Linked DNA regions of Zea mays: region 2 is linked to region 1. The links are chromatin contacts, called in public Hi-C maps. All regions are on one chromosome and are shown on one strand. The core of a region is the stretch at or near the end of the contact, and the rest is flanking DNA. Distances in the headings are between cores, read along the strand shown.

What was found. A called contact is a pair of places that touch in the nucleus more often than the background predicts.
Region 2: a Hi-C map of ear shows a contact between it and region 1, with 4 times the contacts expected there. The contact joins the enhancer-like site here to the promoter of LOC100280499 in region 1. A contact is called at or near these places in 3 of 25 Hi-C or Micro-C datasets (ear, leaf and tassel).

What each region holds. Positions count from the first base shown.
Region 1 is chr10:1,257,163-1,263,902 of Zm-B73-REFERENCE-NAM-5.0, forward strand. It overlaps LOC100280499 (2-isopropylmalate synthase B), which reads right to left and starts at 5,256. Exons shown (of 12, transcript NM_001367129.1): 1 at 4,266-5,256; 2 at 3,848-4,061; 3 at 3,671-3,751; 4 at 3,448-3,537; 5 at 3,264-3,350; 6 at 2,577-2,677; 7 at 1,324-1,357; 8 at 1,153-1,227; 9 at 753-836; 10 at 535-669. The coding sequence starts at 4,957.
Region 2 is chr10:1,347,571-1,355,272 of Zm-B73-REFERENCE-NAM-5.0, forward strand. No RefSeq gene overlaps it. Among protein-coding and RNA genes, the nearest start is that of LOC103640657, 58 kb to the right of the region's middle. Within about 2 kb of position 5,296, at least 6 of the 20 cell types and tissues checked have an H3K27ac peak or open chromatin away from gene starts, as enhancers often do. A contact at or near this core is called in ear and tassel, where this site is marked.

The sequences.
Region 1 (6,740 bases), core at 4,006-6,505:
CAATTTTCAAAGACAGAGAAGAAGTGTTGTCAATAGAGTATCTATTTCATGTCACACTGTATGATACTGCAGCTTTTGAAATGGGCCTTGGTGCCATCCCAAGCAACATAACTGACACTTGATTTCTTTCTCAAGATGCTAAAACATACTCAGACACGATGCTCTAATAAATCATGGTAAGAATCACAAGTCACGACCCTTATAGATGTCATTTTATTTTTAACATCAAGCCAGTGTATCGTCTCTTGAAATTCATCTGCTTGTGATAAATTTCATGCAGACCCTAGAAAAAGCTGTGGGTTATCATGATGATAATACAGTCAGAGGTTCACCCTGATACAAGTATTTCTAGTCCTTATCAAGAAAAACAAGTACTTCTAATATTAAAAGAAAATACAACATTCATATTCGTTCAGGTTTGAAGTAGTGTACCAGTGCAAGAAAAATACCAAAAAACATCATTCATATTCCATTGTTAGAACTTAGAAGTAGTGTACCAGTGCAAGAAAGATTAAAAGTGTGGTGCCAACAAACCTGGATTATTTTGTCAACAGCCTTGTAAGCTGCATCGACTGGACCTGTTCCGACTGAACATGCTATTTTCTCCTCTCCATCTGGTGCTACCAATTTCACTGTTGCCGTAGATAAAGCAAGTGTACCACATGTTGCCTGCAAAAGGATGAATCATATTTTAAGCTTAGCATATCACGTTCCTGCTAACCAAAGTTTAGTAAACTGCAGCTCAACAATACCTGTACATCAGCAAGGGACCAAATAACCTTAGGCTGGAATATCTCATCTGACAATAACGCTTCTAAGTCTTCATCAGTTACGCGCTATAAATTGTGAACAAATTGGGTTAGTTTCCATGTGTAGAGAATGTACATGTTAATGTGTTATAATATAAGTTTGACGAATAAAACAGAACATGGAAGCAAGCAGCTCTCCAAGGAAAATGTAATCGTTAAAAAAATGTACAGGAAAAAGGTGACATGGCCTAAAAAGCAATGTGGAAGCTATTAATCAATGCATGCAATTTTTGAAAGATTACAATAATATGGTGGAGATAACATTGGGTAATAAAAAGGTGACATGGCCCAAAAAGGAAGGTCACATAAGAAATAGTGTAAGCATGCTTTAGAAAAGAGTCACCTTTTTCTTCTCTGCAACCTCTTTGTAGCGTTTAAAGAAGTCCTCAAATTCCTTGTCACCGATTTCATATCCAAGCTACAGTTTGAACAATGAAGATCACATTGGAAAACAATAAGAACAGGAATCGAAAGAAAACTTGAACAGAAGACCCCCAAAACATCTAAGCTTTACCTCTACTAGCTTAGATCTCACAGCATGCCTTCCGCTAAAAAGCAAGAACAGAAAACATTAGTATGGATGAGATTCTCAAATTTGATCTAATTTACTGATGTATGCCCCTGCCTAATTGTGTTGAACACATAATATTCAGTTGAACTAATATAATGATTTTAGAAGCGTAATCATAATAAATTAGATCATATATTTGATCAGAAATTTCTTCCATGAAAAAAAATCAAGCTTCCAGTTCAAGAATATAGTATGTCATAGCATAATGATATCGGATTTATGTTGTGACTGAAGTCTAATGCTTTACATCATACCCTACTACCACCAATACTTTTGTAACACTAGCTGTACATGTGTCACCAACAGCTAATGCCTACATAGTATATGTAACACCTCGTCCACTACCGGACCGCCGGTACTTACTCCTGTCAGCCCTCTAGGGCCATAGACCATCTCCACAGACCAACACACGAGTCTTCTATGCGCACTTTGCCCTCACTCATACGCAATTTGAGAAGACTTTCCGGTTGGTCACCCATCCTAAGATTGCTTTGGGCCAAGCACGCTTAACCCAGAGGTTCCTTCGAGATAGGCTTTCGAAAAGAAGATGAATCTTATTTGTATGAGTATTCTATCAATAATATTAAGCCTTGGGCTAAGATATTGCACAATTCACCCGGGCCAGGATATGACAATCCACAGAAGATCGACGTCCTTGTCAGTCAACCCTAAGCCAGAACCTCCCCCTTTTGGCCACGTCTGTGTGTCTAGTGTCGTCATATGCCATGTCATGTGACCACTCTGGGCCCACATGCGTCATGCGCCGTATACCCGAATCCCTAGCTCACACACGTCCATGAAACCGTGAGGGTCGGTTCTGATATCAATTGTAGCACCCCGTCCGAGAAGACTTCTCAGTCGGTCACCCATTCTAAGATTTCTCTAGGCCAAGCACACTTAACCCAAAGATTTTTTCGAAATAGGCTTCCGAAAAAGAAGATGCACCTTATTTATATTAGTATTCTATCAATCCTATTAAGCCTTGGGCCAAAATATCACACAATCTACCCAGGCCAAGATATGACAGTATAGTAGCCATAATATACTAGCATTCAAAATTTTAAGCATTTGAGGCTCCTTTGTTGGAGCATGAACACTGAATCAGAAAACGTAGATGAGAGAAGTCTCCTAGAGAGACATCATAATAGAATATATGAGGAAGTGAAGTAAAGAGGGATAGGTGTGTTGCATGATACCTGAGTTTCCCAAGAACAATACCAAATTCATTTGCACGTGTTAGACCAATATCATCAGGCGATATAATTTCGTATGTTCCTTTATATTTAAGCATCCCATCCTACAAAAGATGAAAGTGAGCATGAAGAACTATTCCACTCTAAAAAAAACACAGTTTAAGGAGAATAGTATATCCCCTTTGGAATGCAAAATTTCACAGGAAACATGAAAAATAAAACCCGCATTCCAATTTCCAAAGGGAGTCTTCAATCAAATATCTATGAGACCAACAGTTATCAAAATTAAGTATCTTAGAGGCTCGGTGACGAAGGAGAGTGAAACCACAGCTGATCCATCACAATGGTGAAGATAATTGATTACAATATATAGATAAGTCTGAAAGGGCATGCATGGTGCAGTGGTGAGAGCTGTCTCACTAATTCACCGGGGCCTGGGTTCGAGGTAGTCTTTCTGCATTTGCAGGGGGGAGGCTTGCCTTGGTTTATCCCTTCGCTAGACCCCAATCATGTGGGAGGCTCTAGCATTGGGTCCACCCTTTTATATAGATAAGTTTTGGCAGTTGACAACAAACTACCAATGGAGTGAAAAGGGGACATTATATCTATTTATTTGTTTAAAACAACCAAGCCACCACTACTACAATTGCAATAAGTTGATGGTAGCAAGGAGACTGAAAATATGTTTACCTGATGAATTCCACTTTCATGAGCGAACGCATTGGCACCAACAATAGCTTTATGTGGCTGCACGTGAAGTCCACTATGCTCTTGCACCTAGAATAGTTAGTGAATTTGTGCCAGAATTTCAGTCATCTGAAATAGGTATAAGAGACCCAAAGGAAAAAAGGAAGACATGAAAGTATTATTGTACCATTTTGCTCGTCAAAGTGATATGTCGGGAATCGATTCCAGTATAGAGACCATCTAACAGTTCTCTGCGGCATTTAATTGCCATGACAACCTGAAACAGAGGTCAGGAAATATTTAGACATGTAAAAACACCCAACCAGACGAATTCAAATTCCTCTCCAAAACCCATCAGACTATTTTGTAAGGTATTGTCAGCAGATAATGTGACCAGGACATCAGCTCACCTCCTCCAAAGAAGCATTTCCAGCCCTTTCACCAATACCATTAATAGTAACCTCTAACTGCCGTGCTCCTGCACGAGCGCCCTAAAGTTAAGTCAAAGTAGTAGCCCCATTAAGATCAGACCAATGATAATAAATTACACAAAAAATATAAATAAATAAACAAGGAAAAGGTAGTACCGCTAGTGTGTTGGCAGTCGCAAGACCAAGGTCATTCTGACAATGAGTGGAAATGATAGCCTTTTCAATTCCAGGAGTGTTTGCCTTTATATCAGCAATCAACTTTCCAAATTCATAAGGAAGATTGTATCCGACAGTGTCCGGGATATTGAGAGTCGTAGCTCCAGCTTTTATGACTTCCCCTAGAATATGATACAAGAACTCTCTATTTGACCTGGAGGGAGAAGTGATTTTTTATCATGGCACCCCAAAAAACAGGATCGTTGTTTTTGTAAATAAATACTATGAAATTCTGTTGAAGGTGTCCCAGCATGAGGTAAGCCATCAGCATTCCTTTTGACCTTCAGATTCGTAAAATGCAGCTAAAAATTGAACGAAGATGGCAAGGATAACAACTGATTTGGCAACAGCACTATACCTGCCGGCGTCCTCGGGGCTGAACTCGACGTCAGTGCATCCGAGGCTGCGGGCGTAGGCCACCATCTCCCTGGCAATGGCGACCACCTGGTCGGGCGTCTTCCTGAGCTTATGCTGCATGTGAATGTCGCTGGTGGCGATGAAGGTGTGGATCCGGGGGCGGCGCGCGTGGCGCACGGCCTCCCACGCGGCGTCGATGTCCTTCCGGTTGCACCGCGAGAGGCCGCAGATGACCGGCACGTGGACGGCGTCCTCCTCCCCGGCGGGTCCTGGCGCCGGGTTGCCGACCTCGATGGCGATGGAGCGCACGGCGTCGAGGTCGTCGGGGGAGGAGGCCGGGAACCCGGCCTCGATGATGTCGACGCCGAGGCGGGCCAGCTGGCGCGCGACGACGAGCTTCTGGGCGCTCGTCATGGTGGCGCCCGGCGACTGCTCCCCGTCGCGCAGCGTGGTGTCGAAGATGCGCACGTAGTTGGGGTCGTCGATGCGGTTCGGGACGTAATCCGGCCGCCGCGACCGCGGGGTGGGCGGAGGCGGAGGATGCTGCGACGACGCGCGGAGGCGGAGGCGGAGGCAGCGGGCGGCGGAGAGGACATGGACATGGGCGGAGCGGGCGGGTCTTGGGGCCGGGGTCGTTTTGGTGGTGGTGGTGATGGTGGGTTTAGCGGGGGAGGAGAGCAGCGAGGACGCCATGGTCGACCGTCGTCGCGGGTTTAGTTGGCGCTGGCGGCGGCGGTGGACATAAAAACCCCTTAAATTAATGGGGGGATGTGGTGATTTGGATTTTGGAGAAGGAAAAGCTCCACTCCACCTCCAGTCTAGTCCAGTCCAAGCTGTACAAGAAGGCTACACGGCAAGATGCAGGGGTGAGTCAGAGACCGTGGAGCATGGTTATCTCGGACGGCAGAGGCAGGGATTGATGAGGATGACGCCGATGAGGTTTCGTGGGCGGCACGGAGCGCGCCGTGTCGCCTGAGCTGAGCAGAGCAGACAAGAGAGCAGGCGGCGAGCGTGCACCGGCGGCGTGCCCGTGCGCCAACAACTTTTTATTATGCGTGCGCGCACCCACTCAGGCACTAAGCACAGCAACCAACTACCTGCCCTGCCCTGTCTCGTTTTGTATCGGATAAGATCCACTTTATTACATGACACCGAAACGTCAGTGACATATTCAGGATCCATTGTCTTCTCGCTAAAAATGTCCATTAGCCTTATAATTCGTGGATCCATCTACGTACATCTATAAAATATGGGTCTATATACAAAATTCTAAACTCTAATGTTGAGGTAGGTGTATTGACAAATCTCTCTCCGTCAGTTATATGCCAATATCACGTTGATGTTAATCAGAACTTCATGGAGGATCGATGGTGCCATCAAAAAAAATCACCAACCAAGTGTCTGCGTACAAAAGTCAAATGGATGTGTGTCTTCCTTTCCTTGTTTCCAGATGTCACTCTGAGATCAATCCTAGATCACACACCACCCATGGTTATTTCTAACCATGGTCGCAACAAATCGACGCAACTGACGTTGAACACGATTTTTTCATGTGGTGGACTCTCGAAAGCCTCTGGAAAAGAGCATGTAGAGGTAGAGGTTGCTCGAGGGTCGATAAGACCATTCACAACATTGTTAGACATTATGAACGGTAAGATAAAAGAGAAAATAGGATATACTTTGTGTTTTGGATGATTGGACGGTGGCATGTATTGCATATTGACCTCGGATATGCATGTGGCCTCCGTCGTGGCTACAATGCGCCTCCTTGACCACCATGTTGTGTATCACATTTAATATGATCGATGGAAGTCATATTCTAACTGCCCGATACGAGATGATCTTCCCAAGTATGGGTGCACATGGCGCCAAGACCATACTGCCCAGGGTCATCCTGCTCTAAGAGGCATCTCCGCTCGAGCTCGTCCTGCCGCGAGAGATTCGGTTGTTGGGGCCATTTTTCCACCAGGCCACTAGAGCATTCTGAAGAATGCATGGGAGATCCAATCATATACCTTAGCATGTAAGGACCCGTATCCTATGTCGAGCAATAAGCTTGGTCCCTAGCTGTGGGGGACAGATATCTTCCGGGTCTACTAGAAGGCAAGAAGGCCTCGTAAGAGGCCTTGTGCCTGTTATCTCGTGTCACACCCGGGTTTTAGGGGTCCAAAACTCGGGCGCGAAATAAACACCAGGTATGCTGGGACCAAGTCTCACACATATGATAAATAGTGGTACAGAAACGAATGTCACATCTTTACTATATAATATGGGTTCTGTACAAAATAAATAAATAATTACATCATAAGGAGACAACGGTCCAACAACTTAAAGTTGACTGGGAGACGTCGGTCTAGACCTCTCACGAACTCGTCACAGCATCCTCCATGCTCCTCATCCTGCGATACCTGTTCTTGACCTGTGGGGGGTGTGAGACAGCAAGAGTGAGCTCACATACGTTCATCGCTCACCAAGT
Region 2 (7,702 bases), core at 4,046-6,545, 90 kb after region 1:
CATGGCAAGAAGATAATTCACAAGAAATCATTTCATTTCTCTTAACTTCTAAGGCATGAGATTTTTGTGCTTCTACAAATTTGTCATGTTCTTCATACAACAAGTCCTCTTGTTTTTCTAAAAGCCTATTCTTATCATTCAAGGCATCAATCAATTCATTAATTTTATCTACCTTGGTTCTATCTAGGCCCTTAAATAAACATGAATAATCTATTTCATCCTCATCACTCGATTCGTTCTCACTTGAAGAAGCATAAGTAGAGTCTCGAGTACATACCTTCTTCTCCCTTGCCATAAGGCATGTGTGACGCTCGTTGGGGAAGAGGGATGACTTGTTGAAGGCGGTGGCGGCGAGTCCTTCATTGTCGGAGTCGGACGAGGAGCAATCTGAATCCCACTCCTTGCCAAGATGTGCCTCGCCCTTTGCCTTCTTATAGTTCTTCTTCTTCTCCCTCTTGTTCCCTTGATCCTGATCACTATCATTGTCGGGACAGTTAGCAATAAAATGACCAAGCTTACCACATTTGAAGCATGAGCGCTTCCCCTTTGTCTTGGTCTTGCTTGGCTGCCCCTTGCGACCCTTTAGCGCCGTCTTGAATCTTTTGATGATGAGGGCCATTTCTTCATCATTAAGTCCGGCCGCCTCAATTTGTGCCACCTTGCTAGGTAGCGCCTCCTTGCTTCTTGTTGCCTTGAGAGCAAGGGGTTGAGGCTCGGTGATTGGACCATTCAATGTGTCGTCCACGTACCTCGCCTCCTTGATCATCATTCGCCCACTTACGAATTTTCCAAGGACTTCTTCGGGCGACATTTTGGTGTACCTAGGATTCTCACGAATATTATTCACCAAATGAGGATCAAGAATGGTAAAGGACCTTAGCATCAATCAGACGACGTCGTGGTCTATCCATCGCGTGCTTCCGTAGCTCCTTATTTTGTTGATAAGGGTCTTGAGCCGGTTGTATGTTTGTGTCGGCTCCTCCCCCCTTATCATCGTGAATCGTCCAAGCTCGCCCTCCACCAACTCCATCTTGGTGAGCAAGGTGACGTCGTTCCCCTCATGTGAAATCTTGAGGGTGTCCCAAATCTGCTTGGCGTTATCCAAGCCGCTCACTTTGTGGTATTCATCCCTGCACAATGAAGCTAGAAGAACAGTAGTAGCTTGTGCATTCTTATGAATTTGCTCATTAATGAACATGGGACTATCCGAACTATCAAAGTGCATTCCACTCTCTACAATCTCCCATATACTAGGATGGAGAGAGAACAAGTGACTACGCATTTTGTGACTCCAAAATCTGTAGTCCTCTCCATCAAAATGAGGAGGTTTACCAAGTGGAATAGATAATAAAGGAGCATTTGTACTTTGAGGAATACGAGAGTAATCAAAAGAAAAGTTCGAATTGACCGGTTTCCTTCTCTCGTAGTCGTTGTGGTCGTCGTCCTTTTGGGAAGAAGTAGACTCATCGCTGTCGTCGTAGTAGATGATCTCCTTGATGCGCCTCGTCTTCTTTTTCTTCCCATCTTTTCGTTTATGGCCCGAGCCCGAGTCGGTAGGCTTGTCATCCTTCGGCTCGTTGACGAAAGATTCCTTCTCTTTGTCGTTGATCACGATTCCCTTCCCCTTAGGATCCATCTCTTCGGGCGGTTAGTCCCTTTGAAGAGAACGGCTTTGATACCAATTGAGAGCACCTAGAGGGGGGTGAATAGGTGATCCTGTAACACTTAAAACTTAGGCCACAAAAACTTGGTTAAGTGTTAGCACAATAACTGCGAAAGTGGCTAGAGAGGAATCTTCAACAAAACACAATAACCAACAAGATCAATCACAGAGATGGCACGGTGGTTATCCCGTGGTTCGGCCAAGACCAACGCTTGCCTACTCCACGTTGTGGCGTCCCAACGGACGAGGGTTGCAATCAACCCCTCTCAAGCGGTCCAAAGACCCACTTGAATACCACGGTGTTTTGCTTGCTTTTCTCAATCCCGTTTGCGAGGAATCTCCACAACTTGGAGCCTCTCACCCTTACACTTGAAATTCACAAAGAAGCACAGAGCAAGGGAGGGATTAGCAACACACTCAAGACAAGAAATCACAGCAACACCACGCACACAAGTCGCAACGAGAGCTCACAACACAACTCAATGAGTTCACCACTCAACTAGAGCTCTAATTGCTATCGCAAAGAATCAAAGGCGCGGAATCGATGTCTTGGTGCTTAGGAATGTTGTAGGAATGCTCGGTGTGCTCCTCCATGCGCCTAGGGGTCCCTTTTATAGCCCCAAGGCAGCTAGGAGCTGTTGAGAGCATTCTAGGAAGGCTGATCTTGCCTTCTGTCGACTGGCGCACCGGACAGTCCGGTGCACACCGGACACTATCCGGTGCCCGATTTCCTTCCAAAAATGGCGCAGTCGACCGTTGGCAGCCTGAGAGCCGTTGGCGCACCGGACATGTCCGGTGCACACCGGACAGTCCGGTGCCCCCTTCTAGCCGTTGGCTCGGCCACGTGTCCCGCGCAGATCGCGCGGCCGACCGTTGGCCTGGCCGACCGTTGGCTCACCGGACAGTCCGGTGAATTATAGTCGTACGTCGCCGGTGAATTCCCGAGAGCGGTCACTTCGCTCGAGCCAGCCTGGCGCACCGGACACTGTCCGGTGCACCACCGGACAGTCCGGTGCTCCCAGACTCAGCAGAGTCTTGGCTGCTCGAGCCAAGACATTTCCAATTGAATTTTTCCTGTTTCCAGCACTTAGACACAATACATTAGTCCATAAAACAATGTACTAAGTCTGAGAAACATACCTTTATCCTTGATTTGTACTTTGTCCACCTTTTTACACTTAGGCACTTGTGTTGGACACTAAATCACCAAAATACTTAGAAATGGCCCAAGGGCACATTTCCCTTTCAGGCCGCCGCTGCGGGCAGGGGGCGGGCGGGGTCGCGCGCGAGCAGGGGAAAGGGAGGGCGCGCGCAGGGGAGGAAGAAGAGGAGGGAGAGGGAGAGAGAGAGAGGAGAAGGGGAGGGGAGGGGAGCTCACCTCGGGGTCCAAATTCCGGTGATCGCCGTCTCCAATTCCTAGGGCACCACGGGGAGAGAGAGGTGGAGGAGGGAGAGGGAGGTTGTTGCGCGGGAGATCCAAATGAGAGAGAGAGAGAGGAGGGGCGCATGGGGGGGTGTGGGCACCAGGGGCGCGCAGGGCTGGGCCAGACCGGGCCAGGCTGGGTTGGGCCGGGCCACTTCGCGGATCAAAAACCCACGACGTGCACGACCACTAAACGGAATTAAATCGCGAATCGAAATCCGGAACGGAACGAGACGAACACTCAACATCAGACAAAGAAATGTGCTTTGGCATGATGCAACACCCATGACACTTAGGTTTTGGTTTATACATGACACGAACACCTGTCGCTATACTGGTTTGAAATTGGGAAGAAGGAGCGAAACAGGAAAGAGAAAAGAGAGTAACGCCCGAATTTGGTGAGAGAAAAGAAGGAAAAAATTCTACCCCCAAATTCAGGGCGTTACACTTCCCCTGCGCAGAGATGGATTCGGGCGAGTCGTGACTGCTTCTCTCGCTTGAGGTTGGTCTGAGCGAGGAGGAACAATGTCTCCTATCCGAGGTTGGCCTCGGGCGAGATGAAACTATGTCTCATGTCCAAGGTTTGGCCTCGGGTGAGACGGAATCGCACCTCTCGCCCAAAGCTGGCCTCGGGCGAGACGAAATTGTGTCTTCTGCCTAGAGCTGGCCTCGGGCGAGATGGAATTATGTCTCCCACCCAGAGCTAGCCTCAGGCGAGACGGAACTGTATCTCTCGTCCGAGGTTGGCCTCGGGCGAGACGGAACTTCATCTCCTATTTGAGGTTGGCCTCGGGCGAGACGGAACTGCATCTCCTATTTGAGGTTGGCCTCGGGCGAGACCGAACAACATTTCTGTGCTTGTAAGGACCTGGGGCATATCTATCTCCCACAATAAGTTAGAAATTGTAAGTTACAATTGTACGTTCTTAATGCGTTAAGTACGTTGGTTTTGTCCTAGCCGAACGTCGGTCCCGATGTTCTTTGTTGTTGAAGTACGTGAAATATTGTACGTGCGACGTTCCTAACCTAAGAAAGTCGGTTTCTGACGACGTTTTTTTTTCTAGTTTTCATGTAGCGGTGCCTATAAGGGCTATGGGCTTTACTGGTAGCCCAAGTATATGACACTTTGTGCCTTTTTTATGCTGGACCAGCCTAGAAAACATGACGGAATTTATAAGCCTTCCTAGTCCGCATCCCAATACCCTTGAGGCACTTGAAAATACTCAAAATCATTTATAGAGTTGAAGTTATCTATTCACTTCACACAGATACCACACGTACGTTTATAGTCAAAGGTCAGCATTCTAATGTTTAGAGTCGTAGATCATAAGTTCACAGGACCAACAAAGAAGCAACAAAAGCAATAGAAAAGACAAACAACAACATAGTTGTTGGCAATGGTTACATGCTCCATGTATATATAGATTTCGAAAGGAGAAGGCACGCAGCTTTGTAGTGTTCAGGAGCGAGCGAGCAGCGGGGCGGAGCTGGAGGGCGATCAGTGCTCGATCTGCTGACATAGAAAAGAAATTAAAGGCCTCTCATCATCAGCTACACAGGAGGGCCGGGGCGGGGTTGTCTTGATATGCATGTTACTATAATCCTTTATTTCCAACTGCAATAACCGATCGTTATTGCACTAGTTTGGGAAGGTAATATATATAAGGCACAGGCTGGGTAGGTCGCCACTGAATTGGAAATAAAGCACTGCGAGTCCATGTACTGCAGCTTGAACAAAAGCTAGCGCGCGGCATCCGTGCCCATGCGGCGCTCCTGTTCTCTAAAGTCCACACATGCATACACGCTATCAAAAGAGAGCTAGACACGACACGAGCTAGAGGAGCAAGAACGAGGCTGATAGGACGAGCTCGATCGAGCAACGACTGATGAGTGTTCTGGCATGCATGGGATTGGCATGGGATGCTACCACTGTGTGTCTGTACTCTGTCGTAGTCTACGACTCTCTGTGTGTGCCTCCGATCCCTTTCGCATGCGCTAGCTCCTCGTTGCATGCAAATCGATATGGATGGATAATAAAATATATACTCCTGCGTGCATGATCATATCAATCGTGAGACAGTCCGTCCGGAAGGAGATCGAGGAGAGTACGTAGCTACTAGCACCAATGCATTGAATATAATGGATGGGACGTTGGATCACTGTAAAGATTCTCTCCATCGAATCAAGCGCTAGCAAGCAGGCACACAGCAGCATGTAGTAGCAGACTAGCATGGAGCAGCTATCAGTACCTGCTGGCTGCGCTGCGTGCTGCGGCATCTCTATATATCTATCACCTGCAACCGGCAAACGACGACGCGAAGAAAGGGGGAAAAAGATGCGCACGCTTGCAGTCCCTCCGCATGCAGCTACTACTGATGAGCATGCATGATTACATGAATGAACAAGACTAATATATAATGGAAGACTTAGTTCGCTTCGGTTTAAAGCCGGTTGCAATTCATAGAGATATATAAGAACACTATACAAGCAATAGAAACCGGTACAGATATTGAAACATCCGTGCCCATGCGCTCCTATTGTTGTCTGCATGGATCTATCTATATATGCTGCAGGTAGGAATGGTGGTGTGGTACCCCAAACGTACGTGGACAAAAGACGAAGACTTGAAGGGATGGAGGAACAGAGACAAATCATCAAGGGAACATTTCCGGTACACATGAATATATTTGGTGCATATATGGCATAAATGAACTAACAAAGTTTATAAATAATTCAGAAAAAAATTCATACATATTCTTCCCATCCTACTCCTATTATATACAAAATTTCAAATTCATTTTTTTTTAAATTCAAAAGTTTATGTTTTTTGTGAACTTTGTTAGTTCATGTATCCATATGTATACCAAAGGTTCATATGCACCAGATATTTTCCAATAATAGCTATGGGTAGAGTTGCCCTGGCTGCGGTGGTTGGTTATATAATACTACCTCTATTCATAAATATATGTCACCGTTGAATTTTTTAAAACTTTGGTCACTCGTCTTATTTAAAATATTTATTCAAAAATATAAATTTTTAAGTCAAGCATAAACTATCTTAAGTGATAAAACAAATAAAAAAATGATAACGCATTTTTTAAAATAAGACGAGTGATCAAGTTTTTTTTTTAAAAAAGTCAAAGGTATCGTATATTTATGAATGGACGGAGTAGTAGTAAGGTTGTTGCATGCAATAATCATTATCTAAAAACCAAAGTACTCTAGAAAACAGTATTGCGTATTTGTTCAATATATATTGCAAAAATCAGACACCATTATTAATAATGTTCTGCATCCGACAAATGCCCAAACTGTTGCATGAAATGATGTGGGATCAGCAACGACGACCTCTTGTACACAGCTGGTTATTACTCTAGCTAGCTAGCGACCGTATCGACGGAGAGACGCATAGGGACAAGCTCTGTCGTCGAGACGTACGTACACAGTGTGCAATATAATCCCCAAGCAAGGGCATGCAGGACGAACACAGTTGCCCTGCAATGTTGGCCACAGACCCACAGTCCGTGACGACCCTAGCGATAGATGGACGGACCGAGCTGCGGCCAGCATACGTGTTGGTCATCTATATATAGATATGCATGCATGGCCGTTCTACTGTAGGTATGCACGTCCGGCGGCCGGCCTGCACTGCATGCGACGACGGCGCAAGCAATGTGAGCCCTGAGTCGACAGTCACACGCACGACATTGCCATGCATGCTTGTTAATTTGCTGTCGTAGGAATCTGCTGCAGTAACGAACTGCAGAGACGCATGGAGGATAGGCCCCTCGTAGTTACGAGGGGAATCTACTTCAGTAATAACAAAATCCAGATGAAAGCAGCGTACATTGGAGCTCTCTCTCTCTCTCTCTCATGCGCGAATGAGGGTAAGAGGGCGGCGAGGACGCCGGGGAGGGGGATGCGGAGGGAGGGATGGATTGTCTATTGGATTTGAGTAGTTAAAGGGGAGGGTTATCTAACGATCTGAACTGCATATTTTGATAATGTTAAGTTTCAGTGTAATTTGTTTGGTGAATTTAGTGGATGTTATAGTTGTGTAGATGACTTAGTTGGATTGGTTTTACAAAGTTTAAACTGGTGGATTATATTGGTTTTACAAAGTTTAAACCGGTGGATTATATGGTGGTATAGATTGTTCAGAGTGATCTCACGTCTCTCCTAATCTATATTTGATTTAGGTTCGTGATTAGTCTTCATATGAGCTAGAACCAAGATGACTGTTTGTGCCTTTTCCGATGATTTCACTGCAGCATAAACCATTTTAATTTGGTTTTAGGATACACTTAGTTTTATTAACACATGCCATGGATGGAGAAACAACATAAACCAAAGTTGTATTTTAGTCCAAGAGATTAGTAATAACTTTGTAGTTGATGACTTTTATCATTTGAAATCATTTATTTTGTTTTTTAAGATTTTGAACTTCATTTTTTAAGTGTCATGGATGGAGAAATAACCAAACCAAAGTTATAGTACTCTAAGAGATATTAATTTCTATTTTGAAAAATAATTATTTTGAAATTCATATTGTTTTATAATTATTCAAATGACTTAAGATGGAGACACAAGCATAAAGATAATTAATCAAATGCTAT